Linked DNA regions of Mus musculus: regions 1, 2, 3, 5, 6 and 7 are each linked to region 4. A link is a contact called in public HiCAR-type, HiChIP or PLAC-seq and promoter capture Hi-C data. All regions are on one chromosome and are shown on one strand. The core of a region is the stretch at or near the end of the contact, and the rest is flanking DNA. Distances in the headings are between cores, read along the strand shown. Region 1 has its middle 17 kb from the start of Gli3. Region 2 overlaps Gli3 (GLI-Kruppel family member GLI3). Region 3 overlaps Gli3 (GLI-Kruppel family member GLI3). Region 4 holds the start of AW209491 (expressed sequence AW209491). Region 5 has its middle 42 kb from the start of Gli3. Region 6 overlaps Gli3 (GLI-Kruppel family member GLI3). Region 7 overlaps Gli3 (GLI-Kruppel family member GLI3).

Evidence for each region. Promoter capture Hi-C pulls out the DNA fragments that hold promoters and counts their contacts. HiCAR-type assays count read pairs that join an accessible place to other places. HiChIP or PLAC-seq counts read pairs in DNA pulled down with a chosen protein or histone mark.
Region 1: a contact with region 4 is called in a promoter capture Hi-C map of second pharyngeal arch cranial neural crest, with 4 times the contacts expected there. The contact joins the enhancer-like site here to the promoter of AW209491 in region 4. A contact is called at or near these places in 14 of 39 promoter capture datasets (the 3T3-L1 cell line, 3T3-L1-derived adipocytes, cranial neural crest and 9 more), 6 of 115 datasets of contacts at active chromatin or transcription factors (embryonic limb bud, embryonic midbrain, embryonic stem cells and 1 more) and 1 of 9 other capture datasets (adipose tissue).
Region 2: a promoter capture Hi-C map of cranial neural crest shows a contact between it and region 4, with 5 times the contacts expected there. The contact joins the enhancer-like site here to the promoter of AW209491 in region 4. A contact is called at or near these places in 12 of 39 promoter capture datasets (3T3-L1-derived adipocytes, the HPC-7 cell line, HPC-7-derived erythroid cells and 8 more), 1 of 484 Hi-C or Micro-C datasets (reprogramming fibroblasts), 4 of 115 datasets of contacts at active chromatin or transcription factors (astrocytes, embryonic stem cells, fibro-adipogenic progenitors and 1 more) and 3 of 9 other capture datasets (adipose tissue, embryonic stem cells and pancreatic islet).
Region 3: a contact with region 4 is called in a promoter capture Hi-C map of maxillary cranial neural crest, with 6 times the contacts expected there. The contact joins the enhancer-like site here to the promoter of AW209491 in region 4. A contact is called at or near these places in 8 of 39 promoter capture datasets (the 3T3-L1 cell line, 3T3-L1-derived adipocytes, the HPC-7 cell line and 5 more), 2 of 484 Hi-C or Micro-C datasets (the HPC-7 cell line and embryonic fibroblasts), 3 of 115 datasets of contacts at active chromatin or transcription factors (embryonic stem cells, forebrain and stem cell-derived neural progenitor cells) and 1 of 9 other capture datasets (embryonic trunk).
Region 5: a HiCAR-type map of fibro-adipogenic progenitors shows a contact between it and region 4, with 5 times the contacts expected there. The contact joins the enhancer-like site here to the promoter of AW209491 in region 4. A contact is called at or near these places in 4 of 39 promoter capture datasets (the 3T3-L1 cell line, maxillary cranial neural crest and trophoblast stem cells), 2 of 115 datasets of contacts at active chromatin or transcription factors (the NIH/3T3 cell line and fibro-adipogenic progenitors) and 1 of 9 other capture datasets (embryonic stem cells).
Region 6: a promoter capture Hi-C map of the HPC-7 cell line shows a contact between it and region 4, with 4 times the contacts expected there. The contact joins the enhancer-like site here to the promoter of AW209491 in region 4. A contact is called at or near these places in 8 of 39 promoter capture datasets (the 3T3-L1 cell line, the HPC-7 cell line, embryonic stem cells and 3 more), 3 of 115 datasets of contacts at active chromatin or transcription factors (acute myeloid leukemia, craniofacial prominence and stem cell-derived neural progenitor cells) and 3 of 9 other capture datasets (adipose tissue, embryonic stem cells and pancreatic islet).
Region 7: an H3K4me3 HiChIP or PLAC-seq map of craniofacial prominence shows a contact between it and region 4, with 5 times the contacts expected there. The contact joins the enhancer-like site here to the promoter of AW209491 in region 4. A contact is called at or near these places in 8 of 39 promoter capture datasets (the 3T3-L1 cell line, 3T3-L1-derived adipocytes, cranial neural crest and 5 more), 6 of 115 datasets of contacts at active chromatin or transcription factors (the NIH/3T3 cell line, craniofacial prominence, embryonic stem cells and 2 more) and 2 of 9 other capture datasets (embryonic stem cells and embryonic tail).

The regions. Positions count from the first base shown.
Region 1 is chr13:15,444,977-15,447,676 of GRCm38.p6, reverse strand. No RefSeq gene overlaps it. Among named protein-coding and RNA genes, the nearest start is that of Gli3, 17 kb to the left of the region's middle. Within about 2 kb of position 1,441, at least 4 of the 459 cell types and tissues checked have an H3K27ac peak or open chromatin away from gene starts, as enhancers often do. A contact at or near this core is called in embryonic limb bud and second pharyngeal arch cranial neural crest, where this site is marked.
Region 2 is chr13:15,614,587-15,617,286 of GRCm38.p6, reverse strand. The region is part of intron 4 of Gli3 (GLI-Kruppel family member GLI3); the gene reads right to left. Among named protein-coding and RNA genes, the nearest start is that of Gm6556, 150 kb to the right of the region's middle. Within about 2 kb of position 1,431, at least 8 of the 459 cell types and tissues checked have an H3K27ac peak or open chromatin away from gene starts, as enhancers often do.
Region 3 is chr13:15,549,618-15,552,317 of GRCm38.p6, reverse strand. The region is part of intron 3 of Gli3 (GLI-Kruppel family member GLI3); the gene reads right to left. Among named protein-coding and RNA genes, the nearest start is that of Gm6556, 86 kb to the right of the region's middle. Within about 2 kb of position 1,402, at least 25 of the 459 cell types and tissues checked have an H3K27ac peak or open chromatin away from gene starts, as enhancers often do.
Region 4 is chr13:14,628,810-14,631,509 of GRCm38.p6, reverse strand. It overlaps AW209491 (expressed sequence AW209491), which reads right to left and starts at 1,252. Exons shown (of 2, transcript NM_134067.4): 1 at 1,146-1,252.
Region 5 is chr13:15,420,637-15,423,336 of GRCm38.p6, reverse strand. No RefSeq gene overlaps it. Among named protein-coding and RNA genes, the nearest start is that of Gli3, 42 kb to the left of the region's middle. Within about 2 kb of position 1,381, at least 44 of the 459 cell types and tissues checked have an H3K27ac peak or open chromatin away from gene starts, as enhancers often do. A contact at or near this core is called in fibro-adipogenic progenitors, where this site is marked.
Region 6 is chr13:15,589,361-15,592,060 of GRCm38.p6, reverse strand. All of the region lies in intron 3 of Gli3 (GLI-Kruppel family member GLI3), which reads right to left. Among named protein-coding and RNA genes, the nearest start is that of Gm6556, 130 kb to the right of the region's middle. Within about 2 kb of position 1,335, at least 13 of the 459 cell types and tissues checked have an H3K27ac peak or open chromatin away from gene starts, as enhancers often do. A contact at or near this core is called in the HPC-7 cell line, where this site is marked.
Region 7 is chr13:15,486,081-15,488,780 of GRCm38.p6, reverse strand. All of the region lies in intron 2 of Gli3 (GLI-Kruppel family member GLI3), which reads right to left. Among named protein-coding and RNA genes, the nearest start is that of Gm6556, 23 kb to the right of the region's middle. Within about 2 kb of position 1,295, at least 18 of the 459 cell types and tissues checked have an H3K27ac peak or open chromatin away from gene starts, as enhancers often do. A contact at or near this core is called in craniofacial prominence, where this site is marked.

The DNA.
Region 1 (2,700 bases), core at 192-2,691, 820 kb before region 4:
ATACACATACACATACACATACACATACACATACACATACACATACATATACACATACATATACATACATATACATATACATACCCTCTAGACAATGGTTTGCCCTAGTTTAAATATTTTTGTGCATGCAACATGAGTTCATAATCTGGAACTCTCCACTGTGGCATCATGCCAGCTCTCTGAATGTTTTGGATATAGGAGCATTCTGGTCCATATCTGTTTGGGTGAGGAATGCTCAGTGTTTTAGAAACTCTGTGGACTTGTCGAGTGATCATTTCTCTCCAGCCAGTCAAGCCTGCCATTGTAACGTCAGAACCTCTAGACAGTGTATAAAGAACAGCAGCTGCATTCTACTGTAACTCTAGCTATGGAGACTGCAATTCAAATTTCATATCACTATCATAATTTTCATGTCACAGCACGTTATTTATCTTCTGGTCCTCTCCCAACTGTTTAAAATATAAAATCATTCACAACTTATAACTCCAAGAAAGTCAATAGAAGTTCAAGTTTGGCCAGTGGCTTTGTTACCCATTCTTGGTTGGAAGGATAGGAGAGGTTCAGATTAGAACTATTTAGTTTCAAAATTTATTTATGCTTGAAGTTTTGAATTAACTGTTACTTACAATTGTCCATCCATATGTGTTCTGACATAATTTCAACTAATGGTGTGGATGCGAGGTGAGTCTACATTCACCCAGGGCCCAGAGTAGACCCTGAGGACAGCAGATACGTTGCATATGCTGGCTTCCCTCTCTGCATGTTCTTCTTAACCCCTGCACTACGACATCTACACAACCACATGAAACACGAAAATGTTTTTCTCCCTTCTTCTTTTTTTATTTTTTCTTTTTCCAAGACCCTGGCTGGGCATTGACTTTTGTGAGACTTACCCAGAATGTGGGCGTGGTGATACGAAAAATTGATTAGTTAACTTAAGCACAAGGCCTCATGTGGGAGCTGGAATTCATGGACCAATAGAATGTTATCTGTTCTTAAGGAGCTTGCTCCAAGAAGATAAGGAAGAACACAGACCAGAAAATGAAAATGACCATGTTCTGTAGTAAGTGCTAAGATGCAGTTAGTACTGAGCTCTCTGTGATCTTAAAGGGTTTCTGGTCTAGGTGTGGTGGACAGGAAAGAAAAGAATGATGGAACAGTCACTGGGAGTGGTACTAAATTAGGCAAAAGCAAAGAATGGGTGGAACATCGAGAAGGAAAAGGGGAATGAGAAGCCACACAAACTGACATTTCAGATCACCTACTGTACGCCAAGCATCGCTTGCAGGTGTTTCCACACCTTGTTTCAATTATGGGCTGGTTCCTGTCACAATCCCCTTTTATATGAGAAAAGGAGAGCCTGGGGGCCTGTTTAGTGTCACACGTTTAAGTGGTAAACTGGAGTTAATAGCAAGCATTCCATGTCAGAGCGTCCACTCTTAGCTGTCACACAGAGGAAGCAGGAAGAGAGAAGACAGTGTGTTCCAAAGTGACTGCAAGTTGTCCGGTGCACTGCATGGAGCCGTGGCTCACATGCGCATACTTGCTTACTTCTTCAAATAAAGTGTGAGACAAAGGAGATTCCCAGCCCTGTTCTCATTGGAACCCAGACCGAAAATGATCCCTGGAATATGGAGGTGTCCTGGTTAGTATTCAGTCAACGTGACCCAAGATAGAGTTATATGGGAAGAGAAAACTCAGTAAATAAACAGCCTTCATCAGAGTGCCTGTAGGCAACTCTGTGGGGTATTTTCTAGATTGCTAATTGTTAGAGGAGAGTCTGGCTCTCTGGATAGTGCCGCACCGGGCAAGACATCCTGGCTTATGTAAAACAGCAGGCTGGGCAAATCATAGGGGAGTCAGTCTCTCTGTGGCCATTGTTCCTGCCTCCTTGTTACTGTCCTGCTTGAGTTCCTGCCTTGGCTTCCTTCAGTGATGGATTAAACCCTTTCCTCCCCAACTTGCTTGGATCATTAACTTTATTAACAGCAAAAGAAAGCAAACTAGGGAAGTTGGGTCAGGTTTACTGTATCTGAATAGGCTCAATGAAAAAAAAAATGGTATATTTTCTTTATGTACAACTATAGCTGAAAAAAAAAGTAAAATGTATTAAGATAGCAATATAAAACTGATATAAAAGCTCAATTCTTTTTGAAACATTTTGCCAAAAAAAAAAAAAAAAAGAAAGAAAAAGAAAAAGAAAAAGAAAGAAAAGAAAACCCAATACCAAAACTTTAGCCTTATTTTGGGATCATAATATTATGTAGGATTTAATATGTCAATGATTACAAAAATACTTCCAATTAAGAGATTTTATTTTATTGATTTGTAAACTGTATGTTTATGTACGTGTGTGTACCTCAGTGTATGTATATGTATCACATGGATATAATAGCCCGAAAGGGTCAGATGAGATGTTGCATCACCTGGAACTGGAACTACAAATAATTGTGAGCCCCTGTGGTGCTCACAGTCAAACTCAGATCCTTTGCAACCGCTGTAAGTGCTCTTAAGCACTGAGCAATTTCTCCAGCCCCTTAAAAGACTTTAATACTCATTTCTTGCAAATCTTCTTAGAAATTATTTATTTATTTTTATTTTGTGTGGATTGGCACTTTGTCTGCATGTATGTCTATGTGAGGGTGTTGGGTCCCCTGAGACTGGAATTACAGACTGTTATAAGCCACCATATTGATGCTA
Region 2 (2,700 bases), core at 182-2,681, 990 kb before region 4:
CCTATGGCATGACCCACTTATGACCTTTTAAAATTAATTTCATGATTTTGGGCTAAAAGAAATTTCAATAAATCCTAGGATTATTTCTAGTACTGTATTTTAGTTCATTTAAATGTCTATCCTCGAGCTGCTTTGCTCAACCATAAACTGTGGACAACAGTGTGCAAGCAAGGAGTGTAACTAAAGGCATTTCATGTAACAAACCTAGTTTTTAAACACAGGCTTACATATTTCCGTACATATTTATAAGGCTCCTGGGTTATTATTGGGCTATAATTGCAGTTGTTCTAACACCTAATAAGCCACGGTTGGAAAAACAAAAGCAGGTTAATTTGTGATTTCCTCTACTCATTCAGAGGCAAATTAAGTGTCAAACAGCTAATACAGAACATATTTCATTTTATGAGATTTTAATTTAATTCTGCACCGTATCATTGATGCCTTAATATAGGGTGGTTTATCTAAAAAGAGGAGCAATTTATAAACCTTTTCAATAGAATCTCTAATGATGGAATATGATAGCATAATTACCGCAGTGCCTGCTATCCTTCTGAACACTGGTCTGTCAGCATTTCCATCAACACAGGCCCTTGTTTTTCAGAGACTTATAATTTAGTTTCTAAAGTTGGCACCAGAAGAACAATTGTGTTTACAAAATAATGAGAATATCGCCAAGTTTTATCTTCCTGTAATTAAAATATTCACTCTAAAAGCTTAGTAAGCTCACTTGATTTCATTTTCTAGGAGGCAATTATACAGCAAACATCTTGGAATTCAAAGTCTGGATAGGATACTTTTATATTTTACAGTTAATACTGGGGAGGTTTGGGTAAAGGGGCCACATTTACTATCAATACTCTCAGCTTTAACAATCACAGGTGTGTCCACGCCTGACAGAAGGGGTACAGACAGCTGCGTCATCATGGAGCAAGACTAGAAGAAATTTGGTGCCATTATACACTAACTGTAAGCATTTATTTAGAGACCCAAATAAATACAGTATAGTAAATACATGAGGTTATTTTATTGAGCTCTTCCTAAAGCAAATAGCTTCATTTTAGTGAAGTGCAGGGCCCACATCAGGGGGCATTTGCCAGGGCCTACAGTACAAGTGTGTGGCAAGCCTAAGGCATCCTGATAACTCAGGCAATACTTCAAAGGCTGGACCAGCCTAGCTATCCACTGAGCAGCATCTACATGTCTATCTGCTCATATGCTGAGCACTTTCCCCAAATAAAGCTCCTAAGAAATTACCAAGCGAGAAGAAAACAATGCGAAGAAAGCACAATGCTACAAAGGCATGGAGATGTGACTGCTCTAACTTCCTAGAGCCAATGTCATAATCTCAGTCAGAGCCACCCAGGAATCTACTCGGTTATGATGTGAACAGTCCCAGGAAACTGCAGACATTCGGTGCCGTGTTTCACACCCACAGACACAACATTCTCTCAGAGCCTTCAAGGACTTATTCTCTTGAAACTTGAATTGTCAACCTGCCTTACATCATAACTCTTTGATAATTACACATGTAGGCTGCACAAGAACAATTTAGTCAATCACTGCTTAAATATCTTAAAACTTGACTGAAAAGGCAGGAAGTGCTGTGAAGCTTAGAACCCCAGCTCAATGTCACAGCTGAAGCCAAAACCCACGGCCGACTCTGCTGCTCCACACGTGGCTTAGCTCATCTGTGACACTGCTTTTGCTATGAACCTAACAGCCTAGGACACAAAACAGGATTGCGGGAGACTTTGACGGTCCTATAACTCTGCCAGAGGACCAAGAGGTGCAGTTTTTCATTGGTAACTTCCTATTTGAATTTACTTAAAAGATGAACTATAAGAAGCCCAGAGGAAAGAGTTCAGCATATTATTTGAGCTCAGTTTAAGAAAATTCTCTAGAACATGCTTTTTGAAAAAGTGAAAAACTTTCCGATTCCATAGAACATCTGGTTAAAATTACTTTCTCAGAAAGACTGGGAGGAATTAGCTATCTTTGTCTCTGAGGTCTTGTGTGATCTAGATACAGGACAGAACACCAAGATCTCTGTGGTCCTATCCAGGCCATAAAGGCTCTATAAGACCAGGTGAGTCACAGGTCATCTTGCAAACTCACTTAGGAACGCACTTCCCTCTGTGTAGTAGAACTTCCTTTGGTCTTTGGTGTTAGGTGAGTGCAGTTTTATCAGGCTTCAGAATCCTGTAAATACTTGCTTGTGCTCTAGTAGAAGTCACAGGAGGAATAAGTCACAACACTCTGACTTCTCCCTCTGTAAATACCCACTTCTCCTCCAATGCCTACAGAAGTTCTCAATGCAGATTCATTACTCACCTCCAGGCAAATCTGAACTGAAATTACAATTCAGTAATGGGAGATGGATCTAAAGACCGGTTGGTAAAATATTATATGTGTACTTGGGCATACAGTTAGGCCTGTTAATATCAATTAATTCTGTTCACAGAGGAGGACTTGTTTTAAAACAACTTCATTTTTCTTCGGCATACCATGTAATTACACATCTGTAACTAATAGTCAGAGAGATGCAATCTAGCATCTATATAACCAGCATTATTCTTCAAAGTATTATTCGCGTTTTTCTAACTTCCCCTTCTCAAAAGGAAGGTGATTATTACATATGACTACATGTGTACCGAGGCCATTAGCAGGGAACAGTCCCTTCCAGGGAGTGCATCCAATTCT
Region 3 (2,700 bases), core at 153-2,652, 920 kb before region 4:
TGTGGCCAAGAGGCTGTTAGCACCATATCATGTCTGAGCCATGCAACTTGCATGCTTGTTCTCTTGCCCTGATATACAGCCCATCTACAGCTACCCTTCATGAGAGAACACCCCACCCCTCCCCACCGTGTGGATTTTATTCCAAACACATGTTGGGAATGTTTGAAGTGCCCGCTATCCCTAGGCTTTCTTCTTTCTTTTCTTTTCATATTTTTTAAGTCAAACCCACAAACTCTAAAATACTTTGAATTCTGCCTAACTATAGTTTGTTGAGGATGAAGTACTGCATACCCATTATAATAAGATCTTATGCAATAAAAATTTTACATATGTCCTTCAGAAGGGAAAAAGATGTTTTGGGTTTTTCCCCCGTTGCTTGTCTTACAGGAAACCTACCCACACTTTAGAAATACAAAATTAGTATATATAGAAGCACAAATTAGGCATTTTGAGAAGTCTACATTTTCCAACCATGGAGAATCGAAGGAATTACTGACATTGGACTCATGGAGACTTTTCTATCCAACTGTCTCAAAGAGCTGGCAAACACAGGAGAGAGGCCTGAATAGCCTACAGAGAGGCTACTGAGCACCGAGTTCTAAAGGCCTGCCATGCACGTGGGCTTGGACAGCACTGCAGGAGACAGCTTTACCCACAGAAACAGAAGTGGGATAAAAGTTTATGCCTCTTTCAAATACATTTTTTAAATTCTTAGGACATTTATTACCTTTAGCTCACATTAGTCATTAGCTTTGCCTGGATAATTAAGTCCATGTGAGGTATGCAGATTTGATCATAAACACATTAAAAAAAATAAAAACACTTGGTATAACTAGAAGATTAAATAACCAAACAGGGTTCTAGAAAAATAAGGTCATATCCCGTCTGGTATAAGCTTGGCTTAGAATAGTTTAATTATTGTGTATCAACAAATAATACTGTACTTTTTTCTGTACTTTTACTTGCTACATAAATTTAAAATGTTATAATCTCTAGAGAAAACCTTTACTGACAAAGAAGAGAAAAGCAAGCGTAAAGGAGGGTTCAATGGGAAAGACTGCCTTTAGAGAAGTCACAGGCATGGTCCCTGACCCTCCTTGCTCCTACTTAGAGCCCACTCATTTTCTAATCTCTGTCTATAGGCAGAGGTGTCTGGGTCTGTCAGGAAAACAAGACAAAACAAAATGTGCCCTGTCTCAGAAATGGCTTGGCTCGAGGAGCAACATGATGATGGTGGAGGGAGAGGAGAAACAAAAGGAAGCACAGAAAGAAGAGCAGAAGTTTTCATAATCGGAGGCACTGAGCATGCGCTGGGGTTTAGTAAGACATCACGTCATCCACTCAACTGCAGAAGAACCCTAAGGCACAGATAGTCACACCACTGCACATAGTTGAGAGCAAAAAAAAAAAAAAAAAAAGATTCTTGAGAGTCAACACACTGAGTCAAGGTCACGGGGCTAGTCAGTGAAGCACTGTAATCGGAAGCCAGTCTGTTCAGTTTTCTAGGCTTTCTGCACATAGCTATCTACACAATGTCCCCAAGGTAGGGAAAACATTTGGGGGTGGGGGACTCAACACTGACTTGCCGAGGGGCTCCAGCTCAAGACTGGAAGGTTACTTCTACATTCACTTGTATAGTAACGTAGGAAAATCACAAGAATAACCAACTTACAAGTACAATATCTTCAAACTAGAAAGCAATAAATAAGTCTAAACCATAATATTTGATCTCCAGGCAGTGTTCGTTAACATTATTTTGGTGAACCAGCAAATGGGTCACACAGACCACTGGGTGAGAACAGGGGTTCCAGTGACGGGAAAGCCAGTCCCTCAAAGGATGGAGAGACGCCTGGGTGGGAAACCGTTAAAACAAAGGACGCAAGAACAAGCTGCAAACTGGATAGAAAGTTAACGGTTCCACTACCATCAGCCAATAGAAAGAAGTGCTCATCAGCTGTCTGGACTAATTAAACACCTCACTAATTAGTGGGCATTGGAAAAAACAAAACAAAACATCGCTGTGATGGGAAAAGCTTGTGTTCACACAGAAATACAAAACACTGGGAGGAGCTTGTGGGCAGCTTAAACAGCACAGTGAGTGTACTTAACATGCGGATATATAAACCCAGGTGGGGACTCTATAGGAATCCCTACTGTTTCTGCATGAATGATACTCAAAAGAGACCACAAATAAAAACACAACTAAAGACTTCAAAATGTGACCAGAGTAAAACATCCTACCAACACTATTTTAAATCTTCCTTCCTAAAAGTCAAGAAAAAACAAAATGAAGTAAGCCTGAAAGGAGGAAGGAAGAATAGTTGTCCAAACCCCTCTGTCTTTGTTTCTGCTTCAACAGACACCTTTTCAATAATGGGACCAATGGGAATTTTTTTTTCAAGAAAAGCAATTAACTTTTTAAAAGCCAACCACTGCCCCTCCCCAAAATCCAAACAATCGTATTTTCATGCTTCTGACAAAAACTGTCCTTTCTACTTAGAAACTATTGCATAGCCATATTTTCCACCAACATATTCTGGTGGGAGAAGCAGTTGCTGGAACTTAAGGTTGCTTCGAGGCGCTTTGATCTGAGGAGTGAGTGAGCCTTCCCCTTGCTTGCAGCCAACTAATGAAGGGATGAAATTAGCTTTTATCCTGGGCACTTTCTTGAGCAAAATAACACGCTCTAATCAGCTGTCC
Region 4 (2,700 bases), core at 3-2,502:
ATAACTCTTATTCCTAAAAGGGACATATGTAACACTCATATGTTACTCTCACAAGGCTCAGGGATCATTGTGAAAGGAAAAAAGGTAAGACCTGCAATGAAACCTCCTCTGGACACAGCATGCACCAACCCTGCGCAAGCCTAAGCCAGCATGGCAACTGCTGGCAATTCTGAGCGGCTGGGAGAGGGAGAGACAGTTTTCTCTAGGAGTGTAGCCTCCCTCCCACCCTTCAGTGGAAGACCACACATCCTAGACTATTTGGGTAGTACAAAGCAGTCTTGAAGGAGGGGTGGAGTATGGGATTGGTTGAGTCATCCATGGTGGATATGAACCAAACACATGATATGAAATTCTCAAAGAACTGATTTTTTTAATGTAAAAACAACTGCTTAATATTAAAAATCCACAAACTGTCCAAACAAGAGGCTCTCCTAAACTAGTCATCCTAGGATCTCTCACCTCTTACTCCTTCAATAGATGATTTTTGTTTTCTTGGGGCTTGTTGGATTTTTTTGGGGGGGTGGTGGTGGAGGGGGGATTGTTGTTTGTGTTTTGAGACAGTGTTTCTCCACATAACCCTGCTTGTTCTGGAACTTAATATGTAGACCAGGCTGGCCTTGAGCTCACAGAAATCCACCTTTCTCTGCCTCCCAAATACTGGGATTAAAGGTGTGCGCTGCCACTCCCGGATACAGTCTTTTAAGGAGTTGCCTCTTGATTTCCACAGGGTTTAGAATATCAAGCAATCAAGACTGTCTGATTTCTGCATGTGATGTCAACTTAGCAATGTTTCAATAGAACAAAGGGGATAACCAACTGGCCTCCTGTTCCCATTCTGAAGGAAAAGATGGAAGGACCCAGAACACCACACCAGGTGGCCAGCCTGGCTGTTGGACTATGACAAGGTGCGAGAGCCTGGGGTGAAGTGTTTCTGCGTGAGTGTGGTTCCCATTCTGGTATGTCCACCTGCACCGCTGGGCCTGATCCAACAAGTCCGGATCAAACAGGCTCCAGCTGGCCTAGTGCTTAGAGGCCAGAGTAGGGAAGACGCAGTACTGACCCTTCCTGCCCCGAGACCCGGCCCATGCCCTCCCTCTCCACCTCCCTCTATTCCCCACTCACTCCCTTGGTCCCCGGATCCTCACCAGCAGCGCCAGACACCATGCGCACATGGCGAGGGAACACAGAGGCAGTCTGCAGAGACAGCTCACCAGTCAGTCCTCACCTTGTTCTGCTGAGAGGCACTCCGCCTGCCGAGTCCCGCCTCTGGCATTACGTGGTTCCGGCCCGGTGAGCTTGAGCTTGAGTCCCAGGCGGCACCGCAGCGACCATATTTGTTGAGGGCAACCGGCTTCTGCTACCAAAGCGACGGAAACCTGAGCTCCCAGCCAGCAGGGGCGGGTCAAGGGTTGGGTCTCAATCTCACTGAGTCCTGAATGCTAAAACTTATTTGGGTCTCAGATTTGGATATTTTTAGCAAAATAAAAATCGAGAACCATGAGGTTCCAAACGCCACTCGGAAGCATTTTTAGTTGCATCATCCTGGCCTTTACATAGAAGGAACCTTTAAATGTGCTGTCCTTCCGAACAGGGCAGAGAACTGCATAGCTTCAGGGGCTGTGGATATTTAGTTCAAAGTTATCCGAGGTGAGGGGGAGTTTGAGAAAGCAAAACTAATTTTAAGTATTTTTTTAAGTATTATTTTAAGTATTAGATTTCAATTGTGTTTTCCTTGTCCCAAGTACTACTTTAAGGATAGAAGTAACTCAGATCAGACACACTACCAAAATCTTAAGACAGGAGCAATATCTCATTCGGTGCTTTAAATATACTAAAAAAAAAAAAAAAAAAAAAAAAAAAAAGCTCTGTAGCCAGCGCTATTCCAAATACATTACACACGAATTTATTTAGTTCTAAACTAAAGGGTAAATAGATGTATTTTGCCCCTGAGGCACAAACAACGCTGTAAATGCCTTCAGCAAAGCCTGCCAGGGTTTATCAAGCACAAATTCCAGAGGGCTTTGGAACTTCAGGTGTGTCTAAATGGGGGGGGGGGGGGGGGGCAAGAATTAAAACCATTCTTTAAAAAGACTCCATTAATAACATACCAGAGTTCTTTCTCCCATCCAGGGCAGCCAGCCCATTCCTCCCTCAGAAATAAGTTTATTGTGATGTAAGTAAACAGGTGTCAAGATAGAAAGAAGCCCAACAAAAAATAGGCACCATTAGAAAATGGGAAATTTTCCTGATTAAATGTTGCCCCTAGCCTCCTTGCTCCTCCAATGCTCCCACCCCCTACACCTTTTCCCTTCAAACAGTAAATACGTAAAAACTTCCAAAGAAATCTGACAATCACAATCTACAAGAAGACTCATTCACAAACTCAACACTCCCCAACCTTCTCCGGCTTGGATTTGGAGGACAGAGAAGGCACATACAACAGCACGTTTCCTTAAGAAGTACCTTGTAACTGGAACCTTCAGCTACCTGATTACTTTGGCCCTCAAATAAGCTTCTCTTCATTTAAGGGCTGAAGGCACAGATAGGAAACAGCTCTTCGAAGTAAAGGCATATTCTAAACATCAGTGGACTAGAAAGTACAGTAAGGAATTGAAACACAGCAAAGAGCAAGAATCAGATATTCAGTTAACAGAAATTTTAGGTCCATAATCAAGAAAAGTAAAAGGAAAAATGTAAATA
Region 5 (2,700 bases), core at 132-2,631, 790 kb before region 4:
TTCATTGAATCTAAACTACTGAGGCTCCACTAGGAGAAGATGGTGTGAGAAGTCTATGTTTTTCCTACCTATTTTGTGAGAGAACTTACATTTCATATGGTAAATGATGCAGAAAATGTTTTGCTTCTCAACCCACTTCCCAGTACATATGTTTGTTGAAGAGTTTTAGGAATGTCTCTAATTTTTAGAAAATTAAAAATTTTTCTGAACATTTATTTATGAGCCATTTTTGTGTGCTGTTTTAACTCTTCTTTATTGTTTACTATAAAAGAATGGTGGGATGAACAATAAAACCTGAAAGTCTCTAATATCTTATTAAAGGTTAAAAATGACTGCTTTCTGAACTTTCTGACTTCTTAAACTTTCTTAAATTATATAAACACTCACAGATATACCTAAAAATTATCTCCCGTCAGGAATTTTTATGAAATTCAAGATTAATGAGAAGGGACTTGAGAACAAGGATTGGTGATTTCTCCACCTACCCCTTCATCCATTTGTCAAGACACAATATTTCTGTTCAAAAAAAAAACAGTTGACAGAAATAAGGATGTAAATTTTTTGTCTCTTCCTGACTTAGGGCCAATATTTCACTTAAGCACACCACTGCTTAAAGCCATCTCTATACTATGAGTGTCTTTATCTGATAGACATTTTTCTATTCAAAATTTCCTAAAGTTCCACAGGAGTAGCAAGCATAATAGGGGCAAAATCAATTCCAGGGAGATACTTAAAAGATAGCACATGGTTACTTTAAGAAGAAAAGAGATTACCATTGTTGTTGTTGTTATTATTATTATTACTGCTACTACTATTAGTGTGCATACTCATGAAACGGGGTGGGGGCTCGCATGCCATGGTATGCCTGTCGGGGTCAGAGGACAGCCGCGTGGCGTTGGTTCCCTCTGTCTGCATTTACACAGCTTCTGGGATTTGAACCTGGGTTGTCAGAGTTGAGCAACAATTGTTTCTACCTGGTAAATCATCTTGCTAGGCTCCAAAGGCTGTTTATTTAATTCATAGTTTGGAGCCCTCTAGTGAGGGCCTCATTCCTCCAGTGAGGGCCTCACGACAGCCAGTCTTACAATGGCTGGAACAGAACGTGTATAGAAAAGATCATATGGTAACACAGGTAATTCAGGAGCCATCTTGCTTGGTTTTTATATAACAATCTATTCTTATAAAAAGTATCCTGCTTCTGTGAGAACTACATTACTCCCTTCCCAGAGATGTGCCTGCATGACCTAATCACCTTTGACTAGACTTTACTCCTTAAAGACTCCGCTGCTTCCCAAAACTGCCACAGCAGGGACTAATGCATCTAGCCATGAACCTTCAGAGATGTCCTCAAGCCACATTCTCAGCAGATGGATTTTTTTTTTATATGCCCGTGATTCATAATATCAGAGAAGCAGCTGTAGGGCTGAGTGATTCTTGAGTTTGGTGTCAGAGCTGAACTGAAAACAAATGCCTCTTACAAATGGACAGGAAGCTCTGCCGGGGAAACAGATCTTTCACTGAAAGCATAAAAATTGATTAAACCATTACCTGGACTATTTATGGAAAAATCTTCAAGGTAGCATAATGCTGTATTGAGGCTTTAAAATAAAAAAGAGCATGTTTCATTTCATTTAAAATATCAAAAAAGAAGAGGGAATACCAAAGCCGAGGCAGAACGCAGCATGCTGCGACAGAAAAGAGCAGGCAAGAACAAGAATGCCAGAGCTATGCCTGTGACTCAGCCTGGAACAGAGGCAAAGCATTAAAACTGGACCTCTGAGGTGGGACGCTCGCTGCTGCTCGGAGCATCCTGTGCCGAGGGCAGAACAACTTCTTCCGAGGAATGAAAATTCCTACGCTCCTTCAGCCAACAGGGAAGCTTGCTCTGATTAAAGTTATTCAGAAGTAAATTCTCTGTGGAGTCAGATGACCAGCCTGAGGAGTTAGGAGATTTCCTTTGCAGGGAAGACAGAGCTATGCATGCATGTTTGTTGACAACTTGTTTATGAAGTTTATGGGCAGAAATAGTTTGGACGGGTCTCCATGTACACACAGCTTTAGTTATCTGGCATCTGCATGGACTGATTTACTCTAGAGAACAATGTGATTTTGGTAATCTAGAGCACTACCCATTTATTATTCTCTCTCCAACTCTGTCTTTTTAAAGACGTTTGTTAAAAAAAAAAAAAAAAAAAAACTAGACATTCTACCACTGCTAGCTTTAAAATAAAATATAATTTTGGGATAGCAAAAAAATTAAAGAATGATAAACTACAGAATTAAACTTGGGAGAAACATGTAAGAACTGTTTATTATTAACTAAAGAGATGGCTTAGCAGTTAAGAGCCAATACTGCTCTTGTCCAGGACCTGGGATCCATTCCCAGCATCTACATTAGGTGTCTCACAATTACCTATAACTCCATTCCTAGGAGATCCTATGCCTTCTAGCATCCAGGGGTACCTTCATGCATGTGGGACACAGAGATTTATACACACACACACATATATATACACACAGGAAAATAAATACATCCATCTTTTCAAATGTTACATTTTATCAAAATAATTTATTTACTGGATGGATTAAAGCAAACACTTTCTGTGCAAGGTTTTATGTTATAAATTAATGCTCCATGAACTTTAAAAAGCCTAACAACTAATTCATAATTATCTTGAGAGTACAAACAATGAGACATGC
Region 6 (2,700 bases), core at 86-2,585, 960 kb before region 4:
TAAATATTTGTGTTCCCCACAATTCCCATGCTGATACCAATGGTGGTTGGAGTGAGAATGACCCCCATAGGCTCATAGATTGGAATACTTGGTCCTCAGTTGGTGGAACTATTTGGGAAGAATTAGGAAGTGTGCCTTGTTAAAAAAAGATGGTGTGTCATTAGGGACAGGCTTTGAGGTCTCAAAAGCCCATGCCATGCCTAGTTAACTACACACACATACACACACACACACACACACACACACACACACCTCCGCTTTATGCTATGGATAAGATATAAACTCTCATCTACTATTGAAGGGCTATGGCTGCCTTTCTGCTACTATGTTCCCTACCATAATAGTCATGGATTCACTCTCTGAAACTATAAGCCCCCAAGAAAATCTTTCCACTATAAGTTGCCTTGGCCATTGTGTCTCTCCATAGCAACAGAAATATATCTACAATACCTTATTGTCTAAGTGTGATAGTATTTTGAGTGCACTTCTACAAGTGATTGGGTCACAAATGCTGAATCCCCATAAACAGGACTCCTTATAAAAGCAGGTCTCAGAGAGGTTCTTGGCCCTACTACTACCGGAGAACAAAGAAAGGAGTCAACAACAGCCTCCAAGTTAGTGAACGGACCCCAGCACATCTGTGCTGATCTTGAACTCTGCAGCCTCCGGAATGGAGAAGACTAAATTTCTACTGTTTGTGAGCCAACAAGTCTATGGGACTTTGGACCAAGAATCTAAGTCGACTAAGACAGATATACTGCAAGAAACTAAACAACTCTAATCTGATTTTTTTCCCATAACGTTGTAAAACTCAATCTTTATTTTATAGATTAGAAAACAGAGGTTTCAACAGAATCAGCAGCCTGCCTGGACCAGGCCTGAAGCTCTGTTTTGTAACGTACACTGCAGCAGGAGTCTATCAGATAAGAAAGAGCCAGGAGCAAGGAGGCATAAGGCCAGGACTTAGTCATCTTAGCACAAAATGACAATAGACTCTGTTTACTTGTTTTTTCTGTGTCTCATTAAAAATAAATAAATTAAAGGATCATTTTTTTTTAATCCTCAGAACTATTTTTCCCCAGAAGGAGCCATACTTCCCGGAAGCACATATTTAATTCATTAAAGAGTGTGAAGAAAGTGAAGTGTGCGGAAGTACATAAGAACAATGAGGATGGAGAGAGCCTGTCAGTGAAGCTCTTCTACATTATATGTTCTTGCAACAAAAAGCAAATAATGATGACAAAATAACCTTTTCAGGAAATATATGGCCAGTGAAAGATAAGCACTCCTGTTTCCTCTTCGACAAGCAGCAGCATTAGACAGCCTGAAAGGCCCGAGTCCTTGCAGGCCCCTGAGTGTCTAACAACAGGCCTGCTCAGGAGAACGCAGCTCTCTGCAGGCATCTGTTGAACTGAAATGAGTTTTCCCCAGCACAGAGGCAACTTCACCTCATCATGTCTGGGTATATTCCGTCAGCAGTCACATAGGATAATTTTAATGAGTGAGGTATGAAGTCACGGCCAAGTTGCATGAGCTCATGCAAGTAACCCAGACTCACCACAGGGGAAATCAAATTTTCAGTATATACCTCACTGAAGAGAGTTTTCTAGGTCCTAATGTTAGTTTTCTGCCAAGCAGGCTGAAAGCTTTAGCAGTCAACTGAGCCAGAGATGGGGGCTGCTAGGCAGATGGAGGAAATTGGTGTACTGGTGGTCCTGCCTTACTCAAACAGAGCAGTCTCCAAATTATCAAGTACATAAGTTTGTTCTCTGCACTTCAGGAAGCAATAGCTGGGCGGTGGTGACATACACCTTTCACCCCAGCACTTGGGAGACTTGGTCTACAAAGTGAGTTCCGGGACACTCAAGACTACACGTAGAGACACTGTCTAGAAAAAAGGAGATAATAAAAACAACAAGGAAAGGCAGAGGCTGAACATGCTCGCAGGTGCTTAGCTCTACGAGAGCCAGAGTTCTGCTGTTTCCCACCCTAGTCGCTCCAGCAAAACTCTGCAGTGGCTGGTAACCCCACACTTCTTTATGTCCCTCAGGCTGACGACTCTATGGTCACCACAGCTACAGCAGCACGATCCTCAAGCCACAGCACAGTTTATGTGTGCAGGGAAGGACCCCTGCCATATCTGGTTAGCCTGCTAAGCAGGTAAGTTGGATTTCTCTTGCGGGTTTTCTTTCTACATTGCTGCTGAAAGGAAAGAAAAGTTCAGTCTTTGGGAGTCATGTGCAGTAATAACCTTCAAATACTGGCCAGGAACCTGTAATTACATTGACTGAACAGAGACAACATGAGAAAAATGGGGATAAAAGTGATGAATGTCTCATATAGTCCAAGGTACTCACTTTAACACAATGACCTCAAGCTCAGCTTGAGCCACTCCTATAACCCTGGTTATACTCTACAGGAGGAACTAGAGTTCAAGGCCACAATGCCTGACGCCATAATGAATCTGAGACCAGCCTGTGCTCCATGAGACTCTTATCCCCCACCCCCACCCCCCGTCAAAAAATGCAAAATAAAATATATGGCTGTATTTAAGTCTGTTCTTTCCTACACTTTGAGAAAATAGATGCTTTGGGTCAGGTTTGGTTTGTGTGTGTGTGTGTGTGTGTGTGTGTGTGTTTGTGCGTGTGTGTTTCCCATTGTCCAACCCTACCCCAGCCACCATGTTCTTATATTGATCTC
Region 7 (2,700 bases), core at 46-2,545, 860 kb before region 4:
TCCCACTACTTTATGCCACTGTTCTATTCCTAAAATGTTCTTTTGATGTATAGGCAAAGATCTAAACCCAGGATTTTATCACCGCTGGTTGAGTAAAAGCTATGCCACCAAAAGGAGGCTCACGGAAGCATAGCAGGTTCAGATCTAAGGGGCACATCATTTTCTCTCCCATGCTCATTTTCACTCTCTGTTCTCCTCACACACAAAACACACTTTTCAACCCGGTTCAGAACTAAAAGTTTTCTGATTTAAAACAAAACAAAACAAAACAAAACAAAAAAACCAAACAAACAAAAAAAAAAACTTTGTTATAAGCAAGCATGTACCAAAAATCCTTGACAACCTACAACCAACCATGGAAGGCAGCAGAAATAATAGTGAACATTCTCCATTCTCATTTCCCTCTTCTTTCTTAGGGCTCAGTGCTTTCCAAAATAGCCCCTTCCCCTACCCTTTCAGTCTCTGCTGTAGGTAGAGCTAAGCCAGTGACTACAGTGCAGTTGTGAGCAGTTCCACTGAGACCTCTCTCTCACCCCATGCTCCCTCCCACACTGTACAGGGCTCCTCTCAGCATCAAATGCGTCTAGTTTTACTTGTAAAGATATAGTCACACAAAGAAAGAAGCTAACCTCTCAAAAGGCAAAGGGGAAATGTTAGGCAGTTCCCACAAAAATAACTCAGAGGACTTTAAATTCTGCATATGAAATACTTAAATTTCAAAATCAATAAAACATTTAAATCTTAACGTGCACCTATCTATATACAACTAAACTGGTTTAGAGACAAGGTCTTCATTCCCAAATGGCTTCCAATTGCACACAGAATTCCAAGTTCCTTGCACCAATTCACAGACATACTATTTATTAACGGTATAATTTAAAAAATGATGCTTATAAAATGTGGTCATCGTTTCCATAGGCTTAAGCACACTGGCAGGGCCACAGGTGTAGCAGCGTGGTCCACTTTAACAATTTTGCTGGTTAAATGCTAATAATCCCAAGTAAGCCTAGTTGTAGACACAAGTGAATTTGAAATTCTCAGAAAATGCCGAAGTCTCTGGAACTTCTGGTCCTAATCAATCACTGGAGATCAGTGACATCATTGATGCCTTTGATCACAGATCCTCTTTCAAGCTGGGATGGGCTGCATTGATCCTTGCTGGCACAGAGAAAGGAGAAACACCTAGGAGTGAAACCCACTGTGAAACCTAAGAAATCACCAGCATCCCCTCCCCTCCTTCGGGACAGGGGGAGAGGACATTCCAGGGCTGCCCAACCCCAAACAATAGAGCGCGCTCATTAAAGCCAAGCCTAATTCCCTCTGACTAGGACTCTCAGAACGTTTTCAGAGAGGAAGAGGTGATAAGCCACTTTTCTTTCAAAGAGCCTAGGTTATGAACCCTTGAGCTTCATCGTCTTAACCTACGGAGGACCATCCCTCAAGCTCTTCTGTGGAGGAGGTGTCCTGGGGAAACGTGTTTTGCCATTTTTCCCATCTCAAAGCACTCGTTATATAATAAGAACTTCCATGTCTACTTAAATATTTTATTTCAGGAAAACAGTACTATTTTTTCAAATCAATTTTGTTCTATCTCAATTTTTTTACTTAATGAATTGTTTAATAATTCTCTATGAGTCAAAAAGAAAAGTCTTAGATACAGTGTTGGTTTATACAACGCTCTCTACTTGAGCTGCTATCTGAATGCCCTCATCCAAAATGCTTACTGAGGAGATGAAAACTAACTGCTCCTTCGTCCGTGGAGCCCACTGATGTTTGTTCCTCTCCCACCCTTGTTTGTAATGCAGTCTAATTGAGCTTCAGAGATGCTAGTGGGATGTAGTTTATTAACTCCCTCATCAGTGATCAATGATTTCATTAATAAGACCGATAACAAAACTGTCATATCATCACCACTGTTATGAAAGATGAGCCTAGCTTCCTGCTCCATTTTCCAAGGTCTAGGGTTCTCTGTGGCAGCTCTGAGTCCATTCAATATTTTCCAACGACAGAGAAAAGTGAAAATCCATTTTGAAACCAATTTCAATTAGGATCCAGAAGCTGTTATCACAGATGTCGCAGAATGGGCCCGTAAGTGGAAATGTCGCCTATCCATTCTGAAATGAAACCTTATCAGGAGCTACAAAGATGGCTGGGGACAGCCTATCTGTAAATTACTTTTCGTCCTGTGTTAACTCAGCCTTAGCTCTGTCACATGGAATTCTTTCTATCCACTAGTAATAATCTAGTGACTAAGTAGACACAGCACCCCGACAAAGTCGGGCAGGGCTGCCCTCTTAAACATGGGTACAAATGCACACACACTTAGGCCCGCAGGCCTGCGAAACAATAGGCATGCTTTCATTGGTAGAATTCAAAGTTTATTATGGGAAATAAAAGAGGCCCATCTCCACCCATTGCATTCCTAGTGATTTTTCAATTGCAAACTCCAAGGCTCCGTTATTTCATTAATGCAGCACCCAAGTCAGGAGGCTTTTCTCTGGCATCTCACAGTCTCCTTTTAGCAAATTATCCCATGACGGCGGATTTATTCAGTCAAAGACCTCGGACTTTGAGAGGCAACAAAAGAATCAAGAGACTTTCTGGTCCACCTGCCTGGCGGATGATGAGGCAGGGGAAAGTCTCCCCCAGAGAAACCAATCAAACCATTGTGTGGCACAGTCAGACCTTTTCAGCTGTCAA